2 separate regions of the Gossypium arboreum genome follow, and region 2 is linked to region 1. A link is a contact called in public Hi-C data. All regions are on one chromosome and are shown on one strand. Each heading gives the region's core, a stretch centred on a gene start, on an enhancer-like site or on the middle of the called end of the contact. The rest is flanking DNA. Distances are from core to core; before and after follow the strand shown.

Region 1 (3,261 bases), core at 255-2,754:
TCGATATTTAGAAATTCAAGATATCGTTCTCTAACTTACTGGGTTTCGATTTTTCTCGTTTACTCTAAATAATCGGATACCCTTTTAATAGGTTAAAATACACAAATTTTAAATAAAAGGCAAGCTCGTTCTCGAAAATTCAAGATGTTGTGTCCCAACTTACTGGATGTGACATTTTATTATTTCGAGACGAGAAGATCTTTAACATTCAAGTGTTTCTACAAAAAGAGGGATCGTATTTTAAAGTCTTTCAAGTTTTCAAAGTTTCGACACTAAGACACTAATTAATCAACTAGGTACCAATTTTTGGGCGTCACGAGGGTGCTAATCCTTCCTCGTACGTAACCAACTCCCGAACTCATTTTCTGATTCTCGTAGACCAAAAATTATCGTTTTAGTAAATCTTAACTTTTATTAAAATGATTAATTTAAGGTGACCCGATCACACCTCATAAAAAAGGATTGGTGGCGACTCCCATTGTTTGTTTTCATTTTCAAAATCAAAGTCGACCCCGTTTTCCAAAAAAATAGTTTCGACAATATTAATTATATCCTTTTTTTAAAAATATTTTTATAATTTAATAATTAAATTGGTGAACGATTAAAAATAACACTAACTCAATAAAATATTTAAATATAAGTATAAGTTTAAATAATATAAAATTCACCTGCATATATCAAAATTGGGTTCCACTATATTGAAATTAAAGTTTAAACATAAACAAGCATACCGATATGTTTCTTTATTAAAATAAATGGCGTTAATTTAAGATAATAAGTAATGTAAATTTATGAGCACCATAACTTGTATTTAGAGGAGTTTATTGGTAGGTTATCTCCAGTTTAAGCGTAATATTAATATATTTTATATTTGTTTAAGTTCAGTTTGACCAAAAATTTAAATTTAAAATTTTGTTCAAACCCGTCTATATTTGTAAAAGACTAACCCAAACTTATTTTAGACTCGTCCATATTATTTTTTAATTTAAAAAACTTATATTATATTATTTTAATATTTAATAATTTTATACATTTTTTATTTATTGAATTTTTATATAGTCACCTTAACATTATTTTAATATTTACATTAGAGTATAGGTTTATTTTTTTTATTGAGTTCTAAATTTCATAATATATAAAAATAACATAATATAAATATTATAAAATTAAAACGGATCGAGCCGAGTCAGGTTAGGCTTTTGAATGTTTAAGCCTAAGTCTGACCCATATTTTAAACGGACTTAATTTTTTTATTTAAGCTCATTTTTTAGACCTATTATTTTTGTCTAAATCCTCCTAAATTTTAAACATAACTGTGGGCTTAGATGAATAATCGACCCATGAACAGATGTATCGTATTTTAACATAATATAGAGCGCTCATTTGGTTAAGACATACATATATGTTAATAACAAATTAAAAAGAAATTTGAAGAAGAAATTATATCAAAGTATAGAGCTAAGAGGTTAAAGGAGCAAACCGAGTATAATTAAAACATAGGATCCAATCCAAGCCCATGTCCTCCTATTCCTACCATTGCCCCATATCCCTTATCCACAAAGCAGCTTTTAAGACTCGCATCGTCACATCTCTCTCTCTCATTCTGCAATACAAAATGTTATCCATGGCTACTTCATCTACACTCCATACTACTTTCACTTGTCATTCCTTTCGTTATCAGAAATCCTTTAACACCCCCTTTTGCCTTAACAAAAATCCCATTTTGAAGAAAACAATCAAAACTCCAACACTAACTGCTTCGGCTGCCACGGAAGCTGTCACTGAGACTGAAACACCATCCGACTTCATCATTCCTCAGAAACCTGAGGTGGTGGTCAAGCAAGTTGGAAAGCCAAGACTGGTTTTGAAATTCATATGGATGGAAAAGAACATCGGGCTTGCCCTTGATCAAGTCATACCGGGCCACGGCACTGTTCCTCTAAGTCCATATTTCTTCTGGCCAAGGAAAGATGCCTGGGAAGAGCTCAAGGCCACTCTAGAAAGTAAGCCTTGGATTTCTCAGAAGAAGATGATTATCCTTCTCAATCAGGCCACTGATATCATCAATCTATGGCAGCAAAGTGGTGGCAACCTTTCCCAGAGCTAGATGTGCATTTCTTTATATAATTTTTTTTGTCTTAGCTATGCAAAATGGCCTCGGTTAATCAACTGAATTTGAGAATGTTTGGTTTGAAACCTCTTAGCTCTGAACTAAGATATGAATTGTTGGTTTTAATACGATAACAAACACTGCTGAATTGTTGGTATTTCCCTAGTGATCCACATATTTGTAGATTTTTCATCCTTGTTAGATATGAATCTTTACCAAGTTAGTTTTTTTTCATGATCATTACATGTCATTGATGTAGATGGTATACGAATTTGATGCTAGTTTTTATAGAATTACCTTAGCTTTGTATAATTTTACCAGCCAAAGCATTGTCGAGGAAAATCTATTTAATTTGGGTAGCCTGTGGAGGTAGATGCAAACATGCATTTGCCTAGGTGTCTTTAACTTGTACTGATTGAAGATAAATGAAATAATGTTTCTGCTAAAAGGACAATATTTCATCTTCTTGTTCAATATTGCAACTTAATTTCATCTTCTTCCCCTTTTGGGGATTTATATTTAATGCACTCACATAACCATGAGTCCCTTATTTTGGTTCCACGATTTCTCTTGTGTGTAGTCATTAAGCCTATGCAAGTTGTGTTGCATTCTGGTTTTTTCCTTGCAGGATGATACGTACTTGCATGCTAAGGCAAGGTAGTATAATTATGTTTGGGAACTTCGACTTGTTTTCCAACATATTTTTCTTCGAAAATAATTCCAAAAATGTTAACATCGAGTTTACGTCTCAAGAAAATAAACAAACAAGGGGAAACAAACAAACAAACTTATAGACCCGACTGATACCATAATGCAACTCGCCAAACGTCAAAATGAAATCAGTATACTGAGGCTCCGCAGCAGCCACGAACTTGTCTAGTCCTTACAGAAAACGGCGCCTTATTCATGGTAAAGGGTCGTTTACCTTTCGTCCCAGAACTTTGAGCCACATGTTCTGTGGGGTTTTCGGGTACAGCCTCCACCTTCAAGCCAGCACGAAGGCTTGAGGGGATTTGCTTATCAGATGAGTTCTGAAACATCAGTGCAGTTTTCTCTGTGTACTCGTAATTCTCATCTTCATCTTGGACCTTGACTTTAAACATGCTTGTGTTCATATGAAAACTGGAATCATGGGAATCGTAATTCTCATC
Region 2 (3,261 bases), core at 262-2,761, 650 kb before region 1:
ACGTAACTCTATATTTGACTCGTAAATATTAAATAATAATATTTATGGACTCACTCGTCAGATTTGTGGCCTAGCAACCATCATTTCCGACACACTGAAAAATGGACTGTTACAATTACCAAATATTCACTTTCTCACTTGTACTTAATTATAACAATTTTATAATTTCAATTTATTATCAAAACTAACCTCAAATACAGTTGAATCAAATCATATTTAAAACACACACACGCGCACACACACACATATATATATATATTATACTATGAACTTACCTAGTATATTCAGCTACTGAGCAGATTTGTAGGGACTAATCTGTGATTTTTTCTTTTTCTCGATTATCCTCCGTACAGTTCAATTCTTGATCTATATAATGATTAAATTCAGTTAATCAATTTCAAATGCACTATCAAATTCATTTCTACGCACATGACCTATAAATTTCATTTTTACAATTTTTTTCCTAAACTTTTACACTTTATTTAATTTAGTCCTTGAAATCAAAACTATTAAAAACTTCACAATTAAAACCAATATATCCAAACCGAATTCAATATCATCCCAAATCAGCTTTCAAACACTTGAAAATTTTCTAAATTTACATGCTAAATTTTACTTATTTTCATATTAGTCCCTAAACTCAAAACTAATAAAAATTCCTTTACAAAATTGTCACAAACAACAACCAAGTTCACAAATTCATCATTTAATCACAAAAACACCTAGAACTTATTAGTGGCAAGTTTCAAAGTCTTTAACAATTTTACAAAATAATCCTTGGGTTAGCTAAATTAGGCTATAACGATATCAAAAATATAAAAATTACTAAAATCGGATAAAAAAATACATTTCATGCAAAGCAACGAAGATGACCAAAAGCTTGAGTGTCCTTCATTAGTGTTTTGGTTTTAAAAGGTGAAGAAGAAAGTTGAAAAAATGGTTTTGTTATAATTTTTTTAGATTTATCATTATTATTAACATATAATTAACATATAAGATTAGTTCAAATACATAACTACCTGTCCACTATATATACATTAAGCTATAGCTATTGTTCCTTCCACTTATTTTAATTAAGTCCTTTAATCAATAAAATTTAATAGTGATTAATGTTTACATATTTTACGATTTAATTTTTTTAATTAATTAACCAAATATTAAGATTTTCGAACCGAACCTTAACATGTCAATATAATATTTAATAAAAATATTATAGGCTCGATTTACAAAAATGAGAACTCGATATTTTATTTTACAAAATTATTTGACTTAGTAAACCACTTAAACTTAACTATTCATTTAATTAACAAAAATATTAAATCTAACCTTTAATATAGAATTATATTTGACTCAGATAAATTAAATAATACTAATTACGGACTCATTGATAAGATTTGTAGCCTCGAAATTACTGTTTTTGATACCACTAAAAACTGACTATTATATGCAAAATAAATACAAGTTGTACTTTTTTTTTAATAAATTTTTTTCATACATTTTTATCTTAAACAAGGTGGAGAGTTATGTGGAGAGTTATCAATCTCATTATTAGAATAGAAATTCAGATATTAACAAAGCAAAATTTTCATTTGCTTAACAATCGAAGTTGGGACAGACTGAAAAGGCTACAGGCTGACTAGGTATAAGTCTATGCTGAGAACTTTCCCGCCGTTTGGGTAGCGTGTCAAGTCAACAATTACAACACCCCACATTCCCGCCGCCCAATCACCTATTTCTTTCTCTCTCACTGATCATTCGTCTTCATTCAATCGGGAACTAAACGTCAAATTCACTCCATTTACATCCTCCTTCCCAAATGCAGCTTCGATCGCGTAAAAGGACCTCCAACTTCTCTACCAATGGTAAAACAATTGCGCTCTCCTACTTTTCTTTTTCCTTTCTTAGGGTTATCTGCCCCTTTCCTACTTTACTATTTTTCTTCTGTAAAGGGGGGTGACCTTTAAACTTCCCTCACTTGGATTTTTTAGGGTTTTCCTTTTTATGTTACTTTCCTCTGGGTCTAACGTTTTTTTTTAATTTTAATTTTATTATTTGGAATTATGTTAATTTTGAAACAGAAGAACACAGCGATAGTTCTGACCAAGCCGATAATTTTATCCAGTTGGATGATCTCTCCGATTCAGAAACCTATGTCCGTTCCTCCGATTCTGATCTAGGTACTTTCCTCCCATAATCATATTAGAGTTCTTTGTCCCCATTTTGGTTGTTTTTGCGTTGCTTTGTAATTTTGGTATACAATAAAATGAGTATTTTTTTGGGGGGCTAAATCAATATAATGAGTACATGGTTGCAGGGGAAGAGGAGATTCTGGACTTAAACCATAAAGCAGTGAAAGCTGCTCCTATCACCATTTCTGATTTTACCGAGCCTCCAACAAACAGAGGCAATGGTGAACAGATACTATCTGAGCAAAATGAAAGCCAGTTTGACTTTAATGTGTCAACCGCGAAGAAGAGAAACAATACAAAAAGGAAAAAGAAGGCTAGGTCTGGGCAACCGTTAATGTGGGAAGTTTGGGAACAAGAGCATGAGAAATGGATTGATGAGAATTTGACGGTAGATGTTGATCTTGATCAACAGAATGCGGTAATAACTGAGACTTCTGACGCATCATCCGACTTAATTATTCCTTTGTTGAGGTACCAAAAGGAATGGTTGGCCTGGGCTCTGAAACAGGAAGACTCAAATACCAAAGGGGGAATCCTTGCAGATGAGATGGGAATGGGGAAGACCATTCAAGCGATAGCCCTTGTCCTTGCCAAACGTCAAGTACTCCATACAATTGGTGAACCCAATGTTTCGTCACAGACTGCAGGTTCATCAACAGATTTGCCCAGGATAAGATGCACCCTTGTTATTTGTCCGGTTGTTGCGGTGAGTCAGTGGGTAAGTGAGATTGATCGGTTTACTTCAAGGGGAAGCACCAAGGTGTTGGTTTACCATGGTGCCAATAGAGGGAAAAATGTGAAACAGTTCTCAGAATATGATTTTGTAATAACAACATATTCGATTGTTGAGGCTGAATATAGGAAATTCATGATGCCACCAAAGGAGAAATGCCCTTACTGTGGGAAGTCATTTCACCAAAAGAAGCTCTCCGTTCACTTGAAATATTATTGTGGGCCTGATGCTATTAAAACAGAAAACCAATCTAAGCAAGAGAGAAAGAAACCAAAATCTATGTTCAAGTCAGGCAAAAAACATGCTAGTAATTATGAAGCTGATTCCAGAAAGAGGGCT

Evidence for each region. Hi-C and Micro-C count contacts between places; a contact is called where the count stands out from the background.
Region 2: a contact with region 1 is called in a Hi-C map of leaf, with 4 times the contacts expected there. The contact joins the promoter of LOC108479448 here to the promoter of LOC108465656 in region 1. A contact is called at or near these places in 2 of 5 Hi-C or Micro-C datasets (both in leaf).

What each region holds. Positions count from the first base shown.
Region 1 is chr3:57,669,970-57,673,230 of ASM2569848v2, reverse strand. LOC108465656 (30S ribosomal protein 3-1, chloroplastic-like) reads left to right here and starts at 1,504. Exons shown (of 1, transcript XM_017766028.2): 1 at 1,504-2,267. The coding sequence starts at 1,517. The coding sequence ends at 2,107. LOC108465654 reads right to left here. Exons shown (of 5, transcript XM_017766026.2): 5 at 2,797-3,261. The coding sequence ends at 2,950.
Region 2 is chr3:58,322,792-58,326,052 of ASM2569848v2, reverse strand. LOC108479448 (DNA repair protein RAD16) reads left to right here and starts at 1,511. Exons shown (of 16, transcript XM_017782052.2): 1 at 1,511-1,862; 2 at 2,079-2,177; 3 at 2,315-3,261. The coding sequence starts at 1,817.